4 separate regions of the Mus musculus genome follow, and all the other regions are linked to region 3. The links are chromatin contacts, called in public HiChIP or PLAC-seq and promoter capture Hi-C maps. All regions are on one chromosome and are shown on one strand. Each heading gives the region's core, a stretch centred on a gene start, on an enhancer-like site or on the middle of the called end of the contact. The rest is flanking DNA. Distances are from core to core; before and after follow the strand shown. Region 1 holds the start of Klhl2 (kelch-like 2, Mayven). Region 2 holds the start of Msmo1 (methylsterol monoxygenase 1). Region 3 holds the start of Nat2 (N-acetyltransferase 2 (arylamine N-acetyltransferase)). Region 4 holds the start of Tmem192 (transmembrane protein 192).

Evidence for each region. Promoter capture Hi-C pulls out the DNA fragments that hold promoters and counts their contacts. HiChIP or PLAC-seq counts read pairs in DNA pulled down with a chosen protein or histone mark.
Region 1: a contact with region 3 is called in a promoter capture Hi-C map of pre-B cells, with 4 times the contacts expected there. The contact joins the promoter of Klhl2 here to the promoter of Nat2 in region 3. A contact is called at or near these places in 3 of 39 promoter capture datasets (cranial neural crest, liver and pre-B cells).
Region 2: an H3K27ac HiChIP or PLAC-seq map of bone marrow-derived dendritic cells shows a contact between it and region 3, with 7 times the contacts expected there. The contact joins the promoter of Msmo1 here to the promoter of Nat2 in region 3. A contact is called at or near these places in 1 of 39 promoter capture datasets (pre-B cells), 1 of 484 Hi-C or Micro-C datasets (CD4 T cells) and 1 of 115 datasets of contacts at active chromatin or transcription factors (bone marrow-derived dendritic cells).
Region 4: a contact with region 3 is called in an H3K27ac HiChIP or PLAC-seq map of regulatory T cells, with 79 times the contacts expected there. The contact joins the promoter of Tmem192 here to the promoter of Nat2 in region 3. A contact is called at or near these places in 1 of 39 promoter capture datasets (pre-B cells), 3 of 115 datasets of contacts at active chromatin or transcription factors (astrocytes, memory CD8 T cells and regulatory T cells) and 1 of 9 other capture datasets (liver).

The regions. Positions count from the first base shown.
Region 1 is chr8:64,848,401-64,851,873 of GRCm38.p6, reverse strand. It overlaps Klhl2 (kelch-like 2, Mayven), which reads left to right and starts at 1,950. Exons shown (of 15, transcript NM_178633.3): 1 at 1,950-2,241. The coding sequence starts at 2,216.
Region 2 is chr8:64,732,305-64,735,551 of GRCm38.p6, reverse strand. Msmo1 (methylsterol monoxygenase 1) reads left to right here and starts at 1,974. Exons shown (of 6, transcript NM_025436.3): 1 at 1,974-2,044.
Region 3 is chr8:67,493,306-67,496,527 of GRCm38.p6, reverse strand. Nat2 (N-acetyltransferase 2 (arylamine N-acetyltransferase)) reads right to left here and starts at 1,653. Exons shown (of 2, transcript NM_001168577.1): 1 at 1,626-1,653.
Region 4 is chr8:64,945,367-64,948,488 of GRCm38.p6, reverse strand. Tmem192 (transmembrane protein 192) reads right to left here and starts at 1,304. Exons shown (of 6, transcript NM_028427.3): 1 at 1,156-1,304. The coding sequence starts at 1,182.

The DNA.
Region 1 (3,473 bases), core at 701-3,200, 2.6 Mb after region 3:
ACCAGAGGAAGATCTAATGGGGGCTATGACTCAAAGTATGTGCCTCGCACACTGACACACCCTTTAGAAATTATTATTATTATTATTATTATTATTATTATTGCTTTTCAATGCTGCGATTGAATCCAGAGCTATGTATTTGCCAGGCACTATCACTGAGCCATAGCCCCCTCTTTAATTTATTTCAACTTGTTATGAGACAGAGTCCAACTAGGTTGCTAAGGCATAGTTTTCGAACTCATTCTGTACCAGGCTTACCTTTTGCTAGTGAGCTTGTATGTGCTTCACATCCACTTTCTCATCCGACTTTTGCTTTATAAAGCAGGAACTTTTCTTATGGCTCAGACAGATCCATCACGAATCCTAAGGAAGTATTATTAGTGATGGATCTGTCTGAGCCATAAGGAAGTCATCATGCAGGCCCTCCGCATGGCAAATCAGTAATGGCCTAACGATGCAGAGATATTAATCACGGCAAGGCATATTTTCTTTATTAAAACAAGTCACCACTGAGCACCCTTTCTTGGCCTCCTGAGTGCGGGGATTATAAGCACACACCAACACTTTTGCAATTATTTTATTTAAGTACTTATTGGCAGTGCTAGGGATGGAGCCTTGTGCTCCCTCAGGCAAGCACTCCGTTCGTGTGATGCTGGAGTGGCCCAGGGATCATGTCTTGGTCTTTTCTGTAGCTACATTACAGAGCTTATTTCAACTAGTCTTGTGACTGTACATACGATCTACATGGGTCAACTTCCAAATTTAAGTTCACTCCGGACGCTACTTCTCCTGAAGCCTAATCCATCGGAATTCTTACTGAGCACTTTATCATCTAGAATCTGACCACTTCTTTCAATCCCTCTGACTCCAGTTCAGCCATCTTTCTTTTGTATTTTGGCTAGACTAAACTTGCCTGCTCCCTTCCCTCCGCGAGTGTATCACTTATACAACTAACGGTAACCATTTGGCCAGTAATGGTCTAGTACTGCCTCAGTTACAGTAAGTAGAGAGTCTCAGACCTTGCCTTCCTTCAAGCCTGGAATCCTGGCTCTACCCCGAGGGTGCCTAGACAGTAAGTTTGGAGTGGAACTGAAGAATTCCCATCTCTAAGTTCCCAGGTGTTTCTTCCGCTAGCAGGCATTGGTGGAGAATTCGGAACCCTCCTGCCTTTTCTCAATGTGACAGGCATCTTGCTGACAGGGATCTTCACTGATTTTGCCTTAGCCCTGGACATTCACCCACCCCTTGAGTGGTTCAAGGTTCATGTTAATTCATCTTTGTTTAACTGATACCCCAAGAGGCCTTCCGGACCGTTCCTCATCAAACAGCACGCCCTATCTCACCGCCGTTTCTTCTTCTTCCCAGTGGACATCCTGGGCTCATTGTTTCTCTTATCACGTCCAGATGGGCAGCTAGCTAAGCTAAACGACCCACGTTTGCTCAGTCACGTCCCCAAGCTCAGCCTAGCAGGTGCTCAACTCAGTTGTCCAAGGACCAGATTAGGAACACCCAGGAAAGACGCCCGCTAGCTTCGGGCTTGGGACACTGGTCAGGCCGATCTATCTCGTCTTGCCTCGGTTTCCCCCTTCGGAAAGGCAGTGAATGGTCTGCCCTCCCCCGCATCCCCACGGGGGTGGGGGAGGCACTCGGACGCCAAGACAAGGATGTGAACACACCGGTGAATCAGAGCAAGCGGTGCACCGGAGAGCACCCCTTCCGCGCGAGCCCTCCCCGCCTCCGAGCTCCCAGCCTCGGCCCCGGGTCTACTCCCTCCCCCGCGGGCGCGCGCTCGCCCGTCCGCCCGCCGCCTCCTCCTCCAGACGCCGCGGAGGAAGGGGCGGCGCCGAGGGAGGGGTCCCTCCGCCGCGGGAGGCCGCAGCGCCCGCCCGTCACGGCGCCGGCGCCGGCCGGGAGAACCCGGAAGTGGCCGAGCAGCACGCTCGCCCGCTCGCCTGTCCCGCCGCCGCCGCCGCCGCCGTCGCCGCCCGGCACTCGGGGGAGCGCGGGAGCCGCGCCAGGCACACGAGCGCGCGGGGCCGACGGGCCATGGCCGCGGGGGCCGCCGCCGCAGGTGGTGGCGCGCGGTGAGGAGCGCTGCGCCCCCTCGGGGCGGATGGAACGGGGCTGGGCGGGCGGACAGTGCCGGCGTCCGCGGCTGGTATGGTGCTGGCGGCGGCGGTCGCTGCCTGCGTTCTGAAGCCCGCGAGGAGCCACAATGGAGACGCCGCCACTGCCTCCCGCGTGAGTGAGCGGGCGCCCGGGCGCGCGGCGGAGGGCTGTACGGTTGCGGAGGGCGCGCGGCGCTGCGGAGGACACGCCGCGATCGCGGGGGGTGGCGGGCGAGGGGAGGCGCGGGGCGTGACGGGGCGCGGCGCCCGCAGTCCGGGGGGCGACCGCGGGACCGGACTCTGCCAGGCCGGCCGGCCGTGGGTAGGGGCTTCTTAGTCCCGGGGCGAATTGAACGTTCGGGATGGAGCTGTGCGTGGGGCTTGGCGGGGTGTGCGCGCGCGGGGAGTGGTGGTGGTGGTGGTGGTGGGCTACGATCGCCCTGTCGGTACCCCACCTCCCCCCTCCCCGGAATGCATGGGCTGCTGCTGCCCATCTCGCCTACCCCTTGCTAGTAGGGAGCGAGAGGAAACTGGAAAGTACCAGACGCCTGGAGTCTAAAATGAATGCAATCTGAGGTTGCTTGCTTCTTGGAATTTCTAATAAAATTAATATCCAAGGAGCTTTTACATCACTCCAAATGAGCTGCGGCCGTTTTAGGGCATGTGATCTCCTACCTGGCACTGCAGAAAATCTTTTATCCAGAAATCAGAGCATCTCTCGTTCCCTTGGTACCCGGGGCACGTTGGTAGTGTTACCGACCTGTTAGGCACAGGTGTCTTTTTTCCTTGGTGCCCAAGTGCATTCAAGATCACCTGCAACAAAATTACTTTCTAGAAATAAGAGCTTTAAAGAAAAAAATCATGTGGAAGATGTTATTCTGTACAAGGATTTTTGTTTTTTGAAAAAGTGGCCTGTAAATCTTCGGGAGTTTGAACGTTTCGTCCTCCCCACCCCCACTCCCACCCCACGCCACCTTCATCAGTTTAACCTTTATGAAGGAGTACAGAGTCCTTTGGATCTGACTTTCAAACCGCAGACAAACCTCTCTCCAAAAAGGGTGAACCTTTTCATTCGATCTGATTCATGGAACCTTATCGGTTTTCAATGAGATTCGGCTAGCCAGTTTCCTTCTATCACCGTTGTCGTCACCAGCCTCTTGTGCCTATTTGGCAGGATTCCAGCTAAAATAAGGATATTTGGTTTGGGCTGAACATTTCTTTTTCTTGTTCTTTTTGTATTTTGTATTTTGAGTCCTTTTATGAGATCACATGGGATGATAGATCCACAGTTTCTGTATGTGCAGTGTTTTGAGCTTGAGTGGAACAGGTCGTGGGGATCTGAAGAGTGGGTGAGTCTTGGCTTGC
Region 2 (3,247 bases), core at 725-3,224, 2.8 Mb after region 3:
GGCCTCATACTCAGAACAATCCTCCTGCTTCGGGGTGGGGGTTGGGGGTACGGTGGGGGAAGGTTATTCTTGTTTTGAGATAGGGCCTCCTCATGCAGCCTGATTGGCCTTGAACACGTTACGTAGACAAAGCTGACCTTGAATTCTGATCCTCCTGGTCCGATCTGCCAAGTGCCTGGGTTACACCACCACAGTGGATATGGTATTTTGTCGTTGTGGTTTTTCTGGGACACCTTCTTTAAGGAAAAGATTGGCTTCCTGTCACCACATTATCTCTAGATAGGCTTTCACAAGTGGTGTAAAAGGAGCCTAGAGCTGTAGTCTAAGCGCTCCTGTCTTTGGGCACTCACACTAGCGTTACACAGGCTTGGTTCTTAGCTCATCTGCTGGTTTAGGTCCAGGTCTTGACACCTAGGGAGCAGATAACTCCCTTGACTTAGAACCAATTTCTACCTGTGGAACTCAGCCCCCTAGAATGTTAAGCATAAACTCTACCCCTGAGCTGCCTTGCCAGGGCCTCAGCATACATGTGCCCCTCCCCCTAGCCTCTCTGAGCTTTGTTCTCAATCTGCAACACGGGAAATGCTGGCATCCCTCAGCTATTGCAGGATCTATATTGCACTAGTACCCTATGGTCCATGTGCAGAGATTTATTAAAAGATAGTTGCCAGGCTCAGTCAGCACAAGCCTGAGCGTATGAGGTTAACCCTCAGCAGCACAAAGCAGAAGGAAGCACAAACTCCCCTTGTGAACACACACTCACAGACAGACACTAAATGAGATAAAAAGAATAGAACTTTGAAAAAAGCTTCACTTATTAAAGTACGTGGGGGGCAAGATGGATGATCCAAGGCCTGAGGACTAGAGGTCAAGGCCGTCCTTAGGTTACGTATCCAGCTCAAAGGCCAGACTATAACTCGAGACCTGTCTTAAGGAAGATCGAAATCTAATACACAAAATTGTCCATTACATATAAATTGTCAGGTTACCTTAATATCATTTTCATATTTATGTCTCAAAAATATTATTAACATGAAAATTTAATTCCTAGTTTTATTAATCTGATTACAATAAATATTAGAAAGTGATTTTTTTAAAAACTCCAGGGTAGCCTAAAAAAAATCCAACTTACATCACTGATTTTGTTTTTATTATTTTATATTATTTGAAAATGTCATCCATCTATACAGTTTATCTTGACCATATTTTCCCCTCATTCCCCAACTATAACTCCCTCAAGCCCCATCATACCTATCTGTCTATCTCTCTGTCTCTCTAGCTTTCTGTGTCTCTGGCTCTGTGAGTGTAAGAAAAAGGATACATTAATAAATTTGAAGAATAAATTTAGTATGTAAAAATTAATTATTTATAATGGAATTCAAACTATTATAACTAAACTATATGATATGTGGACCAGTTTAAAGTGAAAATAAATGTAGTATTCATACTAGTATAAATAATAAGAAATAAGTGTCATTTTCAAAAAAAAAAGAAAGATCGAAATCCAGAATAAACTACAGGAAAGCAAGACCAAAAACTCAAATCAGTCTTTAAAACATATATACCACTTTTTTCCCCGGGTTCTGGATGAAGCCAAGCCAATGTGAGTAGCAAGATGCTACAACCCAGCGCACCCACAGCACTGGGCGCCTAGGAACCCACCGCTTGGTTGCCAAGGCGACGCCGGGTCCGCGCGGCTGCCCCGCCCCGTCACGCCGTCACGCGCTCGCGCGGCGCCCCGCCTCCAGCTGCGCTGCCGCGCGGACGACTGGCTGGCCGCGCGGGTCTCACTATTCTCACTCCATCCGCGCAGCCAATGACTGGCGCCGCTAGGGCTTCGTTGACTTGAGTCACACGCTGCCGGGCCTTAGCACGGACCAATCACTGCACGGCGAAGGCAGGGCGGGAGTGGGGCGGACCAATTACGACAGGCGAGCCGGGGCCCGGCCTCCGGGCCCTGCCCCTGAGCCGGCAGAGGTAGTGAGGAGGCCGCTGCACCTGCCAGGACTTGCGCTTAGACCGCTGTCTGTCGCGGGGACGCCAGGTAAGGCGCTCTCTAGCCTGATCCGGGTGGAGGGCGACTGAGACGGGGACCAGCAGGGTGGTGTCCGGCTGAGGCCGGTAAGGATGCGGTGGGAAGAACCTGGGTGGGCTGTGCGAGACTCCAGGCAAGGAGCCTAGGTTCTCAAGTGATGCAACTGGAATGACAACACTTCCTGCCCTTTAAAGAGTTTGCAATCACCTGGAGTCTGGTTCATTGACTTGAGTCTTAAAAACTTTTTACAAAAACACCATCACCAAGTGGGGGAGTAGGGTGTGTTCTGTGTTTGTGGATCTAGGAAGCTGTCCCAGAGGTATTGTAGGATGTGGCTCCATGTGAGAGAGGGGTGCATGGACGAGAGGTCTGGGCTTCACATTAGGAGAATTACCCGCGCTTGAACCATGAAGGTTTAAACTTATGTTTAAATGGATCCTGACCCTGTGCCTAAGGCTTCTCTAAGCTGCAGTGCCGAAAGAGGGGCTGGGATCGTCAGCCAGGAGTTAAGTTATCCTACGAATACATTTTTTTTTTCATCCTTTTTATTTTTTGAAATCCGAGGATCTAGTCTACCTGATTCAGATCGAATTTCCAGGCAAGCAGGCTGCTCAAAACTGAAAAGGCAGGATATTCATTTCAGCAAAGCCTGCTTTCCCCTCTCCTGTCTGATCACTTTATCTGACACTTTGTTTAAAACTACATGCCCTGTTTTCCTCTCCTCATTACGGAGCGTGAACTTGAGGTAACTGAACGCTGTCTCAGCATTGTGTGGAAGTTGGGAGACTTAGTCGAGGATGCCGAGTTAGAGACTAGAACAGCTCTTTTGGAGGTGATGAAGTTTCTCAAGTTAGGCATTAAAGCGTGTTTGCGATGGGCACCTGAGGCACTGTAGGATGCATTCAAGTTTGATCCAGGCCAGCAGCCTTTTGGGTAATCAGAATCTAAATCAGGATAAGAGTTACAGATGATGGGTATCAACCAGCATTCCATGAGACTAGGAAAAATGTCAAATGGAGAAATGTCAAATCTTGATGGTTGCTGAGTGTGTGGGCGAACACTGGTAATCTCAGCAGGGTATCAGGAGTTCAAGGTCGTCCTTAGTTTCATAGTTTTAAGCCCAACTTAAGACACAGATCTTGAGACACAGAGAGACAGGCAGAGAGAGAGAGAGAGAGAGAGAGAGAGAGAGAGAGAGAGAGAGAGAGAGAG
Region 3 (3,222 bases), core at 404-2,903:
ATAAAAGTCTTGCTGCTTTCTGAAGATCACAGGAATATTTATTTAGTCAAATAACCAATATGCAATAGTTATTTATACCAGCTGCTGTCATTTGTCCCTACATGATATGGCATACCAATCACAAATTGTCATTTTTAGATATAGCCTCCAAAGACCAGGCTGCTGTGCAGAACTTTCCTGGTTTTAACTCTGTGTCTTTAGAACCTCTGCATCATTCATGTAAAACACTGATTTCTGGTTGTTTTAGTAAGAGAACTCCTTATTCTTTGCCAAATGGAATTGTGAACAAGAAGCCAACATAGGAAAAAAAAATAGAGAAGATCAATCCGGATGGAGAAAGCTATGATAGGTTTCTGACAGTAGTCAGACTAGAAGGAGGATTCACCATTAGGGGCCGATATATTTATTGCATGGATTACTGCTGATATTCAGTGAAGTTGTAATGAGAGCTAATGGACTGCTTGTAATTTTGTATGTGTACTATTTTCTCCCTTAATTCCTTTTCTTTTCTCTTTCATTTCTCTTCCTGAAGCCCACAGAATCCAACTCTGTTGACAACCCTAAGCCATCTTTTTGATTAACTGGGTGGAAGACACTAGACTTGTTGGCTTGGCCATATGCAAAGAGCACTAACAAGCTGCACTTCGGTTACAGAAAACCTACATGGCATCCAAGGCTGCGAGTAAAGGCCTCCAACAGCCAGGCAGAGGCAGGGGATGCTACTAGGCAAACAATCTAATAGGGTTAGCAAAGGGCAAGAGAAATACGCGCCATGGATAAAAATGGTAAAACCATACAGTTAGTCTTTAGCAGGAAGCTTAAAAAAATAAAATATAATAAAATCAGAGTTGGCATTTGTCTGTTTTTGTTTTTTGTTTTTTAAAGTCGGGGTGGAGTCAGTTGCTTTGAGTCTGAGGCAGTCAAACCGGAGCTGGAGAAAGAGCAGAACTGTTAACAGAAAAGAGCCAAGCAATGTAGTTGACATTATGCCCAAAGTACAGAATAGAGTTCATGATATCAGGGTCCATGGGTCACGGGGCGTTAGCTCCGAGGACTTTTGGCATGAGCTGGCACCACACTGTTGAGTAAACCTGTCGACTGTGTTCCAAGGTAACGTCTCAGTCTTAAGTCACAGGAAGTAGTCGATTTTCTGGTGTTCCTTAAGACCCTACACACTTACCCTTCTTCAAGCATGACAAAAGTACTTCCAAGAGTTCCTCTGGAAATGCAGTGAATGACATTGTTAAAGAGTCCCAGAGGGAACAAATTGGAGGGATTGGTTTCCTATGCTGTTAACGCACCTCCTGAACGCTCAGAAACCCTTTAAGTAAACACCATTACTAGTTCATTTGTGACTGATAAGGAAACAGCATAAAAGGAACTAAATGGCTCTTCAAATCTAATAGAATGTGGCTGCCTGTCACCTACTTAAACAAAACATTTGTCAGAATCACCTGTGTACTGCAAAGTATTCCTAGCTTGGCTTCGAAGTATGTGCCACCCAAACTTTCTAAAAGAACTTGGGCCTGGAAAGTCAGGACTGTGTTGTGCTGTTCTCTCCCGGTCTTCCTTCTGGAAGAGGAAGAAATCCTGATTTCCAAATCTATTAGGGAGCCCCCACTTACCCGCTACCAGGACTGCAACCGGGCGGACCAGGAAGTAAGCTGAGTGAGTTTCAGTTCCCTGGTCTGCAAAGGAAGAGCTCTTATTGGCTGTTCAAGTTGCTCCGCCCCTTATGCTTAGTTTTTTTTTAAACCATCTCAAGGATCTCTGGGAAATGTAGTTGTAGGGCTTCACTTAACCCTGGTGAACTCTTTCTCTAGTCCGTTCTTTGCGTGAGATATCATGATATTTTTGCATTTCTCGTGATAGGTTTGCATTTCACAGAGTTTATGATCTCTGGGAGCCTGTGAGAGGTCAGAGCTTGAAATAGGCTCTTGCAAAGCAGATCAAGGACGTAGAGGAGGAAGCGGTTACCACATGTCACCCACATTCCTAATGTATGCCTTTCCTTCCACTAAGTTTTGTTTTCCCCCTTATTTCTTTTTCATTTCTCATCTTCAGGTCCTTTTACTGCTCTATCCAAAGACACTGTGGAATGTGTATGACGTGTGTCCGGATATGGGTTGCAAAAAAACGACAACTGTCCTATGTATTTCTGTTTTCGATTTATACTAATGATTCTTGTAGATAATGCTTGCTGTTTCTTAGCTATTTCCCTGTACACTATAATTTAAAGACTCCTTGGCACACACTGTTCTTATATTCTGGGTTGTCAAAATAGATTCCTAAATTTATGCTTGGTGGCATGTAGTCGGGTGTGGCTCAGGTGAGGAGAAGTGAGTTATAGAACTATATCCCCAGTTTCTATCTGCTCAGTTGGGTCACTGTGACGCATGCACAGCAATACCTCTCTGCATGGTTCTGAGGGATTTTGCTTCCTTTGTTAACAACAACCACTGGTTGGCAATCTGCTTGTATAGTTTTATACCTAAACTAGAACTTCCAAACTCTTACATTCCTACAACCAAAGCCCAATCAACAACAACAACAACAACAAAACAGCTACCCTGTGGCTGATACCCACAATCCTAGCACTTGAGAAGTGAAGGGAGACCATCAAGAACTCAAGGTCATCTTGGGCTACACAGCAAGTTCAACGCCAGCTTGGGCTACACGAGCCCATTTCCACAAACACAAGATAAAGCAAGCATCACTGTGGCAATGTAACCTATAGCTTTGGTAATATCTCAGCTCTTGCTTTTCCGTTTACCTTAATATGATCACTACCAGACGAGGACTGAGAGGAATACTGGCTATGCAGTGCAAACTAGAGGCCTGGCATTGGAATCTGCATGGAGAAGGGTATTCAAGAGGTCTCTGGGCTGGATTACTGGGCAATAATGGGTTTATTGAAAAAGTTATTAACAGCATTGGCATATAGACACAGAGACAACAGTAAGACAGGGCTCCAAGAATTGTTCGGGCTCAGCTCAATGGACAGACAGTTTGGTGGAGTCTCTGAAGAGACTAAGAGGATGGGCCAGAAGAGGGAGCCTCCTTTTATCCCTTGTGAGGATGGGGGAAGTTCATAGCAAGAGCCTGCAGCCAGGATCTCTGACTCCCAAGCAGGAATGTAGGTAGGGGCTGGGGATCGGGTTGTGTGACAGCAACTGTGCAAAAGCCAACACTTCCCTTGATGGTAACTGGCCCTGGGAATCC
Region 4 (3,122 bases), core at 55-2,554, 2.5 Mb after region 3:
AAGTATTAAGTTTCCAAGTAGTAGTTGCTTTCCCATTTTCTCAGTTGAAAAATAACTAGATTAGTCCTGCTGTTAGAAACATATTTCATCAAGAAAATGTAACTAGCTACATCATCCTAGCATTAAAATGGGTTGAGTCAGGGAAGATAGGCAAATCTGAGGCCAGGTTAGGCTATATAATGAGTACCAGGCCAGCTAGGGCTACATAGCAAGTCTTAAATAAACAAATAAATAAATAAATGACTGCAGGACCCAAACACACAAGAATCTAAGCCCTTACAGTTCTGGAACCTTGCTATTATTAATTATTATTATTATTATCATTATTATTATTATTATTTTGATGTACTTTTATACTAAGACCATGATAATGTTTTTATTAGTTATTAGCTCAGGTCACTGTGCTAAGATAATGTCAGCCTTGCATTTCTCAAGGGCAGGAATTGTATTATGCCACTGGACAAAACAGTTTGTTCTGGAAACAAACGCATGTTTCCTCCCAAAGTGTTTCCCCCGCCCCACACCCAATTTCAAATAAATCAGTGTCTTAATGAGCTTGCAAACTCAAGATTTTTGCAACTGTATTATTCTATAATGGCTACATCATGAACTGGGCAACCGAATACTTTTTTTTTTTAAAGCAACCAAGCACTGTTCCTATCATGCCTACATTCAAAACAGCACATGATAACTGTTATGCGCCAATCTGCGTTTCCGGGAGATGAGAGCTACAAGTCCGCCCGAGGGATGCTGGAGGTTAGAGTCACTCCAAGTTCCGGGTGCTCTCCGACCAACGCAGGAGGGCCCACAGAAGCCGGGTCACCCGGGCTTGCAAGCCCGCCTGTCAGTCTCTCCCAGGAAGGACAGATCAAGCCAGCTCGCATCACGTGAAGCTCCCATTTCCGGAACCAAAGACGCGCACTGCACGTGAGCCGCCGAGTGAAGGGTCCCGCACGCCCACCCTGCCGTGTCCCTCCGATCGTTCAGGAAGACGTTCCCGGGGTCCGCGGTCCCCGCCCGTCGCGTCACCCCGCACCCTGCGTCCCCGATGGTCGAGCCGCTGCGGCTCTGGTTAGCTCCTAGCCCGCAGTCTCCGCCCCCTGAGCCCAGCACAGGAAGCCGAATGGCGGGGACAGGGCTCGGCGCCTCACTCACGTCCTCCAGCCGGCCGGCCGCCGCCATGACCCGCCGTCGCGGGCCGATGCCCCGCCAGCCTGACCTCTCCACCAGCGCCCGGGCGCCGACGGCCCGGGACAGTCGCACCTACTAGGACCTGCGCGCCCCGCCTCGGACACACCCACTCTGCGCTCGCCCCGCCCCGGCCGCCGAAGGCCACGCCCCTCCACCTAGATCAGCCGATCAGCAGCCAGGGGCGTGGCCCCCCCTGCAGACTCCAGCTTTGAGCTGCAGTGTAGCCCAGGCGGTTGTTTTGGGGTTTCCCCTAAACTGTTGCTTCATCCATTTATCAGAGATTTGGAAATTAAAGGATGAATTTCTCGAGCAACCATTTAAACCAAGTAAACTACTTCTCTTTAGAATATTAACTTATTTCTGTTGGCGCAATTTTTGTTTGCAACAATATAGATAGCTCTGTTTGGAAAAAGACGCAGTAAAAATCGCAATTCCACCTGTAGAGGGACTTAATTAGAATAGATTCCAATTTCTATAACACGATTTACAGATGTCTCCACAGGAAATTTCTGTAGTTTTTTTTTTTTTTTAAGGTATTCTGTTTCTGTTTTCCCCTTCCCCATCTCTTCTTTTTCTGTCCTTTGATTATTTTTGGTTTCAGTTTTGTTTTTATGAGACAGGGTTTCTCTACATAGCGCTACGTGTTCCGGAACTCACTATGTAGACCAGACTGAACCCTCGGAGATTCGCCTGTCTTTGTTGCCTAGTGGAATGCTCGGATGAGCCGCCACACTTGACCCAAGATTAAGTCAGTTCTTCCACTATGTGAATCCTGGACTTGACAGCAAAAGCCATTCATTGCCCAGTCCTCATTTTTGTAAAAATTAAAACAAAGTCTCAAGTAGCTCACACTGACCTAGAAATTGATGTGCACTGAAACGGGCCTTCAGTTCCTGATCCACTTGCCTTCACACAGTGAAATCTGGCATCGCTAGTGTGCATCATCGCAACGGATGAGTTGTTTTGTTTTATATACAAAGTATTTTTAAAATGCTTTTATTTTATGCATTTCAGTGTTTTATTTGCATGTGTGGCTATGCACTGTGTGTGTGCCTATTGCCCAGGGAGGCCAGATGAGACACTGGAGTTAGACAGTGGTTCTGGGAATCAAACCCAGGTTTTTTTTGGAAGAGTGGTTAGTGCATTTAAGCACTGAGCCATCTCTGCAGGCCAAGTTTTAAACACACACACACACACACACACACACACACACACACACACACAGAATCCAACTGGGGAAGTGGGTGTGGTGGCACACACCTGTAGTCCCAGGTCTTAGAGGAGACAAGAGAATCGTGATATCAAAGCCAGGCTTTGCTTTATAGTGCGTTAGAGGCAAGCCTGGGTTACACGAGATATCTCATGAAGAATGAAGAGAGATTTGAGGAAGAGTCCTCAAGGTCTGTGGTTGAAGAGGAATTGGAAGGCAAAGATGTCATCAACGCCGAGCAGACTGGGCCCCAAGGACAGTGACTAGACTTGTCCATTGGAAAGAATGCCTGTCCTCGTGTCCTGGAACAGCTAGCTGAATCATGTTGGCTCCTTCCTCTCTACAACCAGCTTCTCCACAGACCCTGGGAAGGAACAGCCCTGAAATCCTCAAAGGACATTTCCTTATGTACTGCACACTTTTAACTGGCCTTTACTCTTTTAAATGAGCATTTACTGGCGTCTGTTAATTATATGTAATAACAGGTTTCATTATGGCATTCTCATACGTGTGTGTATAAGGTATTTTAGTTATATACAGCGCCCGTTGCCTTCTCTTGCCCCCTCCCACTCATTCCCTTTCTTTTCCCAGCTAGTCCCCTTTCTGATTGCAAGGCAGCAATGTGAAATGTGTGTGTGCATGCTTGAGCATGTGCCTGTTTGTGTGTGATGTAATGAGTGTAAGATTACATACTTACAGGATCATGTGTCACTTAACAATC